Regions from separate parts of the Mus musculus genome. Here region 1 is linked to region 2. A link is a contact called in public Hi-C data. All regions are on one chromosome and are shown on one strand. Each heading gives the region's core, a stretch centred on a gene start, on an enhancer-like site or on the middle of the called end of the contact. The rest is flanking DNA. Distances are from core to core; before and after follow the strand shown. Region 1 overlaps Immp2l (IMP2 inner mitochondrial membrane peptidase-like (S. cerevisiae)). Region 2 holds the start of Lrrn3 (leucine rich repeat protein 3, neuronal).

Region 1 (5,978 bases), core at 491-2,990, 140 kb after region 2:
CTATTTTAGAAATTTTCAAGAACATTTTATTATTTCAGAATCCCCAACACAAACTCACAGGACTCCTTTATAACCGTAGAGATCAGGACAAGCTGGATAGCAACTGAAACACACATTTCCAGGTTCACAGTGAGTGTTGAAACTGCACACAGCACTGAAACAATCAAGAGTTTGAGCAACAGATAGTAAAGTCTTATTTATCGTGCTTGCTGATATAAACAATATTTGAGAATGGGCAAGAAAGCCATTAGTGCACGATGCATCTCATTCTGATTGCCTGCTTGAAGTAAGGTGTACCCAGGTGTACACAATATAGTAGTCAAATGCCTTGAAAATTGTATTCAAGATGTTTTCTGATTCTGTTTCCACCCAAAACTCCATCCTAAAAACACTTGTGTTAATGATTATATAAACAAAACAAACGAAATGGAAAGAGCCCCTGTCAGTTTTAGAGCAGAATTGAGATCAGCAGTGTAAAGATGTTGGCAGGATCACCCAAGACCCCCTTTGCAGTTCTGTGAGAGTAAAACTACTTTATTCATAACCAAAGGATGCCATTTGTCTTTTTGTTTTGTTTTATTTTACTGTTTTGCTATTGTTCATGCAGGATGGAACTTTCCAGAGGTGTGATATTGTGATAGACTGCATAAAAAAAGCAGTCACCGCACCCCAGCTATTCTCTCTACACCAGCCAAGAATTAGAAACATTTACAAAACCATTTAAAATGTTTCCTGACTCATTTACCACTGAAAAATACTGTGATTTTATTTAAAAACATGGCCAGAATAGGGAAATGCACAAAACCAAAAACAGGTTAGTGATTCCCACAGGCATGGAAGAGGGGAATAGGACTCTTAATGGGTGCAGGGCTATTTGCTTGTTTGTAAGAGGTATAGAGATATCCTAAAGGGTACCATGCTGACAGTTGTACAGTTAGATATGTAAAAATGGAGTTGCACATTTTAATGAGGTTGTTTATATACTATAAGAACTACATGTCAATAAAACTATTCTTACAAAACTAAAACACTCATCAAATTACACACATTATTCATGTAATAAAATAAAATTAAGACAGTTAATGAACCAGGATTCTTTTAAAATTACAATTGAAAAGGAACTTTGCTGTTTCTCATTGTGAATTACCAGCTGGCCAGTCAGCAATGTGACATTAGAGATGTCTGCACAAGATTAAACTCTACAGTGGATCTCTGGGCAGACATGACGCTTTACTCTCCTCACTCTGTAAGTGTACACTGGGTTCACACTGCAGAGGCAGACAGAGCTGAGGCAGGAGATTAACCAGGGTAGGAGTCACCTTCTTCCTGGATACTGTTGAAGCCCATGCAGAAGAAGTACTGCAAACAGACACCAGTTATCATCCCCGTTTGTAGACCTCAATCATGGAGCAGTGAGTGAAACAAAGGAGGAAGGACTCAGAGCTAAGATTTCCTTCCAATTTAAAGTCTTTTTCAAAAATCCTTTTGTTAATTAATTAGAAAAACAACCATTCTTTACTGCTTTATGTCTTTCAGTGGGGAAGAACCCATTTCTTACTTTTTCTTTCTTTTTTATTCTTTTCAAACCTTAGCACCTGGTTATCTCAGCTTCTCAGACATTAAACTAGTGAGAGAATACACACCTACAATGGTTTCTAACAGCCTTGATAGGTGTTAAAAGGCCAGACAATGAGATAAGAAAACACTTCCTGATGAGCTTCCTTGTTTCTGTTTGTGATCCCTTTCTGGTAATTACATATCTGAAAATGCTTATAGGAAGTTGCTCCTGTAAGTCACAGGGGTCATTAGCCTAGCAGTGCCCTTGTGACAAGCCAGGGCTCTGGTGTGTGACATGCCCTTTCAGTCCTGTTTTCCCTTGGATACTACTGAATTTCCTAGGAGGCAGACTAAAACCAAATGTGACTTTCCAGAATTTGCTTTCATGGGAAGAATTTGATATTTTCTAAAGAGTATAAACAAACAAACCCCTTTAGGTTTTAGTATACATACCATGATATATGGACTATTTTTAACTTAAAACTAGAGAATCGGAGGTCAGCCTGGAGGTACGAACTTTTCAGAGGTCAAGTTCACTGTTAAAGACTTAACCCAGTATTCTATCTAGGTAGTGTTCTATTAGCTAAGTTTCCTCCGCTTATAAATGTACAAAATGTATTCTTTAGAGTTCCTGCTGAGGAGATATCTCATAAAATAAGGGGAACAGTTCCCAAGAATCAGCTCCCTGAAGAATAGCAAGAGAGTAACACTATGACTTCTAGTTTCATTCTGTCCATTGTACCCTGTATCCATATTGCTCTGTCTATTGCCTCCATTTTTCTCAGTTGACCTTTGTCCCATTGCTTCCTGCTGCCTTCTTTTGATGTGCCTCATGTCTCAATGATGTGATGGAAGTCTCAGTATGCCCTCTAGGGGACAGAGCTATGGTGTATGGATTAGATGGACTGCTGGTCAACCAACTGATCAGCTGATTTGGGGTAGATGGCCTTTCTGGTGTAGCATCACAGGTAGAGAGGCCAAGTGACCTGGCAAGCACCCTGTAGTTAAAACAAAGCCACTGTAAGGGTTTTGTTGGGTGGAATGACAGATACTGAGATGGATCCCAGGACAGAGCATTGCAATTAGCAGTCACTTAGCTTAGCACTACCTTTTCAAGTCTCAGTTCAATGACATTGTAATCTGTTCTCTTTAGTAGTGGCTTTGACTCTACTCCCTAAGGAAGATTAACTTTTTAACGTTTTGTTTTTAATTACAGAAATAGCTTGGCTTTATTGAATTGTAGAGGCTATGAAGAACATCCTTGCTCACAAATACTACTTATCTTTGCAGACTAAATAGACTAAAATGGAAATATTAGTTATAAAAGTACAGAATTGTGGTTGTTTTTATTTTTAGCTCCCCTCCCAGAAAGCTTTATTTTTTTATTTTAAAAGATATTATAAATATAAATAAATCACATAGTGCCCTAGTTAGAGTTTCATTGCTATGAAGAGATACTATGACCAAGGCAACTCTTAGAAAAGAGAACATTTAATTGGGACTGGCTTACAGTTTAAAAATTGCAGTCCATTGTCTATCATGGGAGGAAACATGGCAGCATGCAGGCAGACTTGGTGCTGGAGTAGCCAAGGATTCTGCATCTTGATCCACAGGCAGAAGAAAGAGACCATCTTCTGTAGGCAGCCAGGCAGAGGCTCTCTTCTATACTGAGTGGAGCTGGAGACCCCAAAGGCTACCTACACAGCGATATACTTCCTCCAACAAAGCCGCACCTATTCCAACAAAGCCACACTTCCTTGTATGGCCATTTACCATGGACCAAGAATATTCAAACCACCAAACATCAAAATTAATTAGTCCCCAAAACTATACAGAAAGTTTTTATACATTTTTTCAATACTACTGAGAATTAACTTCTCAGAAGGCATTCACTTTTTATTCCATTTTTTATATAAATTCTTCTCCTATATATTACATCTTGACTGCAGTGTTTCTTCCCTTCCCTTCCCCAAGTCTCTATCCCCACTTCCCTTCTCCTCTAGATCCACTCCCTCCCTTAGAAATGAGCAGCCCTTCCAGTGACATAAACCAAACATGGCATAACAAGCTACAAATAAGACCAGGCACATACCATCACATCAAGGCTGGACTAGGCCACCCAGTAGGAGGAGGGTCCCAGTAGTAGGCAAAAGAGTCAGAGACAGCACAGGATATCTATTTAAATGTCAGATAAAGTAGACTTTAAATTCAAAAGCTTAGACACACTTCAATATAACCTTTGAAATTAATGTTGGATGATCTGGTTATTTAACCAGTTCATGAGCAGGTATGTCCACCTTCTGTCCTGTGGGACAGAATACAAAGAATTGTATTCTGAAAACATGATTTTTGAGTTTATGATGCGAAATAACTGATATGCTTGTTTCTTAAGCATGAATTTTGTAAATGGCATCATTGTAAGAGATTGGATGCTCTTGGTGAACCTTAATTCCATCGACTTAATGGTCATTGACATGGGTACTAGAGAGACATAGTGAACAAAAGAAACATTTAACCTTCATTTGCATACATGCCTGTTGTTGGGGATGGAGAGCGAGTCTACATGCACATGCATGAACATGCACAGGTAAGATAAGAACATATGAGAGGTGTTAGTAAAAAGAGGTGGATTTTAGGTAAGGGATTCACTGCAAATTTCTCTAAGTTTTGGAAATTAAAAGAAGGAGACAGTGAATCATCATGGGCAAATGAAAGATAATCAAACCAAAGAACTCACCAATGCAAACCTGAGGAGGAAACAAATTAGGTGAGAGTTCAAGGTCTTGCAAGACGCCAGCACACACAACAAAGAAAGTTGAGGTATTTTTAGAGGTAACCCTTTTACAGGTTTCCAGAGCTTTGTGGGTCCAGGCAAGGACTTCAGTTTTATTTTCATAGATAGCCAGGCAATATCTTTAAAGGATTGCTGTTTACTCTGAAAAAAGATTAACCACCAACAGTGTGACTCTGAAAACTACTCAGATTATTCTCTCTTGAAGCGCAGTCAAGCTTCGCATGAGAATAGTTAAGGGCCTTTGTTTATGGCATGCATGGTGACTACTTTGATTTATTTCCAGTGACCCAGATAAAAGCAGTCACATTATTTATAATCCACTGATTATGATTTATATTGACAAAGTAAAATATGGAGTTAGAAGTTTTTGTTCAGCGAGTTCAGCCAATACCTAAGATTGGAAATGAGGAGACTTTGAGGGGCCTGGATATTGTATCTTAATGTCAACATTGGTTAAAATCACAAGGTGACTTTTTTTTTTTTTGATTCTCTGAAGCTCTTAGTTTCATAGTGTTGACCCCACTGTGTATGCTTATCTATGACAGTAACAGTGAGAAGCTAATGAAATTAACATTTTGACATACTTATTAGTTCCACCATAGCTATTTGCTTTTTCATATTAATTCTTTATGACTCACACAGAAACTCTGTTTTAGAAAAGCATAAACTAAAGAAAAATTCTCCCACTGAATTAGAGCACATTGACACAAGTCAGCCACAATTCAAATGTCTGAAGCATCAACTCTGCATGTAGGGACAGCTGTGTGCTGTGTGTCTATTTCGCAGATCTTTCCTAGACAATCAGCAGTGAGGCCTTGTAACATGCCCTCTATTTTAGAATCTGCGGTTCTTTCATGTAGTTAGCTATGACAATGAAGTAAGCATATAGATTCTTCTTAGTCCTCATGGCCAGGATAACCATATAATTTATCACCTAAACCGTAACACTCTGGAGAGAGAAAGAGATTAGTATTAATTATGCACTAGGATCAGCATCATCCACAATCGCCAAGACAGACTGTATCGAACAGAAGCCTAATGAGTGACGTATAATCTCCTTTATCAGCCACTTCATAGAATTTAATTTTCTGTTGTTGCTGATCTTCCCTGTTTAGATGTATCCTAAAGAGTGTCCCCAGAAGCAAAGTAACTTCTAGGCTTCAGGAAGGAGCAAGATGAAGGGGTCTGGGTCCTGCCCATACCATAGTCACTTCTTGTTGGATGGTCCAGTGCCAGACTATGTGAAAACCGAATTGGCATTGGCATTGCAGTGCAGTTGGAGGCAGGCAATCATGGGTCTTTTTTGTTGTTGTTACTAAAAAAACATTTACATGATAATTGCTTTCCAAGTTGAAAGACTATATTAGAGACATCAAAACACCCTCATTTATTAAAAATAACTCTGGTATTAGTGAAATAAAAATCCACTGAATCACTAGAAATTAAACATTTTAAAGCCGTTGATAAAATGGCCCGATAAAGATATGGAAATTAGTGTAGCCTATCACAGATTATTGAGTCACACTGTATTCCAGCAAATGGTTTAGCATTATAAGAGAATAGAAATGATTGATTTTTTTTCCTCAGTAAAATTACATGATGTGTTTTAAATAATATCTTTGTGGTT
Region 2 (5,675 bases), core at 2,175-4,674:
TAGCTCAGCACTCAAAACTAAAGCCATATAGACTATATTCCATGATCCACAGACATTGTTTCTCAAGATAGGTTAGAACCATATATTTTTTATTCAGTTATTTTTGGGGGTACAGTTACTCAGGTTTGAAGTGGGGGCACACTTTTGACAATGCTTATAGCTTCCTTTTAATGAATTTTAGATCCACCAGCTTAGCACTAACATTTCACTTAAAACATGCCTTTGGTTACAGCCCTTTCTGATCCACTGCCTTAGCTTGCAGTGAGCACCAATGTTATGTTCAACAGTAATTTTACACCAGAGAGAGGAAAACATAAGAGTAAGGGAAAATTGCAACTTCAATCCGATTTGGGGCAGAAGCAGGAAATGTAAAAATAGGAACAAAACATCAGTAAGTACATTAGTGTTTTGTAAATTGATTACCTTTTCATCATCCCTAAACTGCTGCCCTAGAAAGCAGGTGATACACTTTATTAAACCATTAACAGCAGCAACAACTGCAGCCATCAAAGAAAAAGTCCACCTACTCACCAGCATTCTAACTTAGCACTCTGCCTGTGACAAGCAGCATCCTGGAAAGATGGCCCTTTGCGGCTTGCTATAGAGCTATCATTTCCAATTCTGTTTCATAACTGCTGAGAGCATGGGTGGTCATATCTCCTGGACATGCCTGTGTGCCCATCACCAGCACGGGTGGGTTACCATATCACCAAACTCACTGATACATCCGGACACCACCCAGGGCCTGGAGTGCCAGTAATTTTCAGATCCAAATGGGTACCGCTGATACACAGAATATGTATAAGGACATCTTAAGATTGAAGAGGGAGTCCGCTGTTCTTAACTGTTATTGGTTGTAATTTAAAATTAGGCTGGGTAAGATTTAAGGATATATGTGCTTGTCTTTGGTATGAAAACTTTCCCAGGAAAAGGGTCTGGGCAAAAGCTGACATCCACACTGCAGTGCTACATTACAGGCGTTGGAGCCGAGGAGCCGAGCTTCTACTGCCCGCCCTCCCTCTCGCTCGCTCAGGAAGTTAGGTGCTACCTCAAAATAACGGATCCAATCTGTTTCAACAGCAGCAGTTCTAATGAATAGGAGAAAAGCAAATGCAACAGCTTTCCTCCCAGTAATAAATCATTGTGGTTTTTGTATAGATTGCATGTGGCGTTGGAGGCAGCGCGAGCCAGGCTGCCAATATTGCTAGCTAATGCTTCAGCCCCTTTCATTTTTCACTCCGAGCAGGAACCCTTTCCTGAAACTTGTTCATTTCACAGAGGGAAAATCGAAGGCAGCGGCAGAGTGTCAGACTGCTTTATTGTCGTCGTTTACAGAGGTCGCTGGAATTAATTGACTCCTTACGTTACATATTGTAAACCGACTCATTTTTTTGACACATTGATGGGAAGGTGGCAGGATCTAAGTGGCTGCTTATTGTCTTTCTGTTCTGCCATCTGTCATAGGCTAGGAACCTAGTAAGTCTGAAATCACAGTTTGGGAAAAGAATAGCACCCACTTTCAAAGCAGACTCCGATAACTGTGAGTTGAACTAAGAGAAGAGAGGAGAAAGCTCCAGCAGATGAAATATGAACCCTGGGTTTGTTTTAATGTCTCCACAGGACCCATTAGCAGGGCAGTGAAGATTTCCACAGCCACCCTCAATTGGTGGTGTCGCTTTGAGAGCATATTCTAAGTAGCTGGCTTCCTCTTACAAGATTGGAAGTAAAAATCGGTCCACAGAGTATTCCATGAATCATCACTCCATGGACGCTCTGAGTTGACTGACAGTAATTCTGTCTCAAAGGCGTTGCTTCTGGAACCAAGGATGAGGAACTCAGTGCACAAGTAATATTTGTCGTACCAGGGCACACTCTTTTCCTGATAAGTATTTTAAATTTGTACTTATTTTTCTATCTATCACACTGGTCTCCTTTTCGCTAAACTAGGAAGATTCTCACTCGTGATCATAGCCTGCTTTCACTAAGATTAGAGGCACAGAAACAAGGACATATTGTTAAAAATGAATAAATTAAAGCCGAGTTAAGCCACCCGGCTCAGTGAGAGCAAACAGTCTTCATAAATAGGAAATGTACTTTGAAGCCATACTACCGCGATGCTGTTCAATTACCAAAGGTGACTAGAGCTCTCCTGGTTCATCTCCTGGTTTCCCTAGCATGGTAGCTTCCTGGGCTGCATTAGCAATCAGACGCTTGCACTGTCCCCTCAGAGCAGTGAGGGGATGGGATGTTATTAAAGGGAAGTCATTTACCACAATCGGGAAGATGTAGCCTGGCAGAAATTCAATACCGGTTTGTGATATGCTCATTCTGCTACTCTGCCTGGTGCCCTTCACTCCTGACACACTACAGCATCCCCCTTAAATCTTCATCCCTTGGGGCGGGCTGGGGGGTGGGGGGACAACGCCTCATTGGCTTCAGAACAGAGAAATATGAGTGATCTGCTTTTCGTTACAAGAGCTGTGGGGGCAAAGGACCCTGATTTTTCCATCTCCCTCTGTTTCTCTCTCCTTCTCCCCTCTCTCCCGCTGCCTCCTCTGCCAGCCTCTCTGTCTCCTTCCCCTCTCTCTCCCTGCTTCTCTCTTGGTCCTTCTGTTCTCTTTTCTCTGCCTCAGTCCCCGTCTCTTCTCTCTCCCTCCTCTCTCTCTCCTCCCCCGGCACTGCTTTTCTCTCCCACTCACATCCTCTGATGGGCATTCAAGCTAGTAAAATGCCTGCTTGAGAATCCCACGAACGCAGCTAGGCACACACAGAGCCGGCGGGGTTTGCATGTTCACTCAAAAGTGAAATGCAAAGAAAAATGCCCTTAGAATTCAGACAAGGGGAAAACATCAAAGGAGAACTGATGTGTAAAAACTCCGGCACCAACAAAAACACGAAATAGGGAACATTTAAACAGATAGGTATATTTTAAACTTACCTTGCCTTAGCAGATGCAGGGATAGCCCTCCTCCGGTGCCCCTGCTTGCTCAGTTCCTTGGCTGAAATAATCACATGGCTGTCTTCTTGCCCCAGTATAAATAGGTGCATATGTATGTGTAATAAAGTACACACAATTACATACTATAGATATGCACACATGCAAGCAATGGTGTCTCTCTTTCTCTCTCTCTCTTTTTCTAAAATATAAAGGAAGGCAGGAGCCTGCAGCTAGGATTCCTTCTTTTGACTGGAACTCTCTCCGGCAGCAGCAGGCTGAGCCTCTCAATCCCGTGAAGAGAGATCCTGCTAGCTGGCGTTATTTCTCCTCGTTTCCATGGTGGTTAGTGGTGCATCGTTCACCAGATCAGTTGTCACACTGACACGGTGCTGCCTGCTCAGCGGTCATTAATAACTGAACACCCTCCACTCCCCAGAGAGGAGCCAATCGCTTCAGACTGCCAAGATGTAGCACTCGCAGCTGCTCCAGCCTGGTTGGCTGAAGCAGCCTGTCTGTCCTATGACAGTGCTGCTTAGGGTACAAATAAATGAAACAGGCTTGCATATTTTTCCTTGGAATCATTTTCTTTCCTGTTTTTTCTTTTCCTTTTGGAGCAATGTGCAGCGCTTTTCAACAAGTTCTCCCATTTGGAATGTGATCAGTCATTTGGAGAAACGGTGGGGTTTTTGTTTGTTTTGTTTTTCTGTTTTTCATTTCCTCTGAGATAAGACAGGAAACACTTATGAACAAGGATTTCCTGAATATTAAAAATACTTGATAGTGACTCTGCCTCCCTGTCTGTGAAGTTCAGCAGTGGCTTTACATTTCAGCCTGCAGCCTGCAGCTCTCCTGCCCCTTGTTTGTTTCCCTACAGATCCTACTTAAATCAGCCTATGTGCATGCAGCTAATAGCCTCTCTCTCTCTTTCACTCTCTCTCTCTCTCCCTCTCTCTCTCCCTCTCTCTCTCTCTCTCTCTCTCCCTCCCTCCCTCCCTCCCTCCATTCCTTCTTTCCATTTTTCTTGTTGGTACTTTGTGTGTGGGTTTATTTTTTGTTTGCGTATTTGTTTAGGTTTTACAATGACATTTCTTAAAATTACAACAAATATTTGCTTCTCCAATACTCACAACAATGGTATGTAAGGAGAAGCATATACAAAATAAACTTTTCCAATTATAACTACTTATCTATACATGGTATAACAAATCTGATGCCACACATCGGACATGTGTTGTATGTGGCATTGCTTGTGCCTGCATCCAGATGTACATGTATGTGTGTGTGTGCGCCTGTGTATGCGTTTTAGATGTATGATTTATTAGTAATAACTCAGGGATCCTTTCCTCTACAATAGACTGAACAGTTAAATTATCTCTTTTTGCACTTACGGCTATCAACTCTGAATGGCTACTTAACTAGGAAAATGTTTTCAATAGGAATTATATGTAAAACATTTGGAATATTTAGACTAGAAATCATGCCAGCGTGGTCATGTGTTCAGCTCCAGAACAACCATGACAAATAGAAGAATATAAGGGCATGCTTTCCAGACAGTATACTAGAGAGACCTCCTGAGAGGAGTGGAACATGGGAACAATTTTCAACAGGTCCAAAGCTGCCTTATCTGAGTCTCCCCTTGCTTTGATAGACTGCCCTCTAGTGGAGGAAAAGGAAATGGCATTTATTAGATTTACTGGGGGAGGGGGGAATAACAACAAAAAGCAAAAGCATTAGCACTAATTGTTTCTTAAGGTGTCGTTGAAGTGACTTAAACCGGTGTTCTGCGCCATGACCGTATGCCTGGAAGCTTAGCCTCACTAACATTGTCTTTTGACCACCAAACGCTTTCATGTTACAGTTTTCTTTACAAAAGCAAACAAACAAAATCTACCAATGCTTTAGTTATTCGTTGTATTGATCAATTTGTTGACGGAGTCAGGGCCTTTATCTTCTGCCTAGGCAATTTGAATGCTGGTATGGTAGGTGTTCCTCAGAATATTTTTATTTTAATATATAATTGATAAACTCTAATCTTTTTGATAAGCATGAATGCTAAACCAAAGTGGCTTCTTCATTGGCCAAATGGCATCCAATTCTGAGTGTTATCCTCTCACCAGACACTTACAGGTACTTGAGTGTCCACTCACAGGTATGGGAGGAGGATGAGTGTTGGGCTGTTACATTGGAGTGCATCGCATATAACTTAATAGCCTAATTTTACTTTCTTCACTTGAAACGTACTGAATTTTTCCACTCAATTTGAATATTTTTAGAGTATATACATGGAGAATTGTGCTATAATTGTAACAACTATTTGAAAAAAATTCCTTTTATATTGTACCAACTCCTTAAGCACTTTATTTCGATTGTTATTAATTATATAATCAACAAATCTAGTAATCTGTTGATTATTATAATGTATTGATTACAATGTGCTCTCATAATGAAGATAAGTTGTGAGGCTCGAACATGTTAAAAATAACTTTTAAAAATAAAACTAGTAGGGGCCTAGAGAGATGGCTCAACTGGTTAAGAGCACTGACTGCTCTTCCAGAGGACCTGGGTTCAATTCCTGGCAGTTCACAACTATCTGTAATGACAGAAAATAAAAAATAAACATTAAAAAATAAAATTAATAATCACAGGTAGTACTTAAATCCAAACATATTTATAAGTTCATGAAAATGTTTTTATAATTAATTAGGATTGAATACTATTTCAAAAACTGCCTTATATA

Evidence for each region. Hi-C and Micro-C count contacts between places; a contact is called where the count stands out from the background.
Region 1: a Hi-C map of the N1E-115 cell line shows a contact between it and region 2, with 4 times the contacts expected there. The contact joins the enhancer-like site here to the promoter of Lrrn3 in region 2. A contact is called at or near these places in 2 of 39 promoter capture datasets (embryonic stem cells and stem cell-derived epiblast-like cells), 6 of 484 Hi-C or Micro-C datasets (the G1E-ER4 cell line, the N1E-115 cell line, embryonic stem cells and 1 more) and 1 of 115 datasets of contacts at active chromatin or transcription factors (forebrain).

What each region holds. Positions count from the first base shown.
Region 1 is chr12:41,629,156-41,635,133 of GRCm38.p6, forward strand. The region is part of intron 5 of Immp2l (IMP2 inner mitochondrial membrane peptidase-like (S. cerevisiae)); the gene reads left to right. Among named protein-coding and RNA genes, the nearest start is that of Gm40412, 25 kb to the left of the region's middle. Within about 2 kb of position 1,741, at least 2 of the 459 cell types and tissues checked have an H3K27ac peak or open chromatin away from gene starts, as enhancers often do. A contact at or near this core is called in the N1E-115 cell line, where this site is marked.
Region 2 is chr12:41,482,633-41,488,307 of GRCm38.p6, forward strand. Lrrn3 (leucine rich repeat protein 3, neuronal) reads right to left here and starts at 3,425. Exons shown (of 2, transcript NM_010733.3): 1 at 2,939-3,425. All of the region lies in intron 4 of Immp2l (IMP2 inner mitochondrial membrane peptidase-like (S. cerevisiae)), which reads left to right.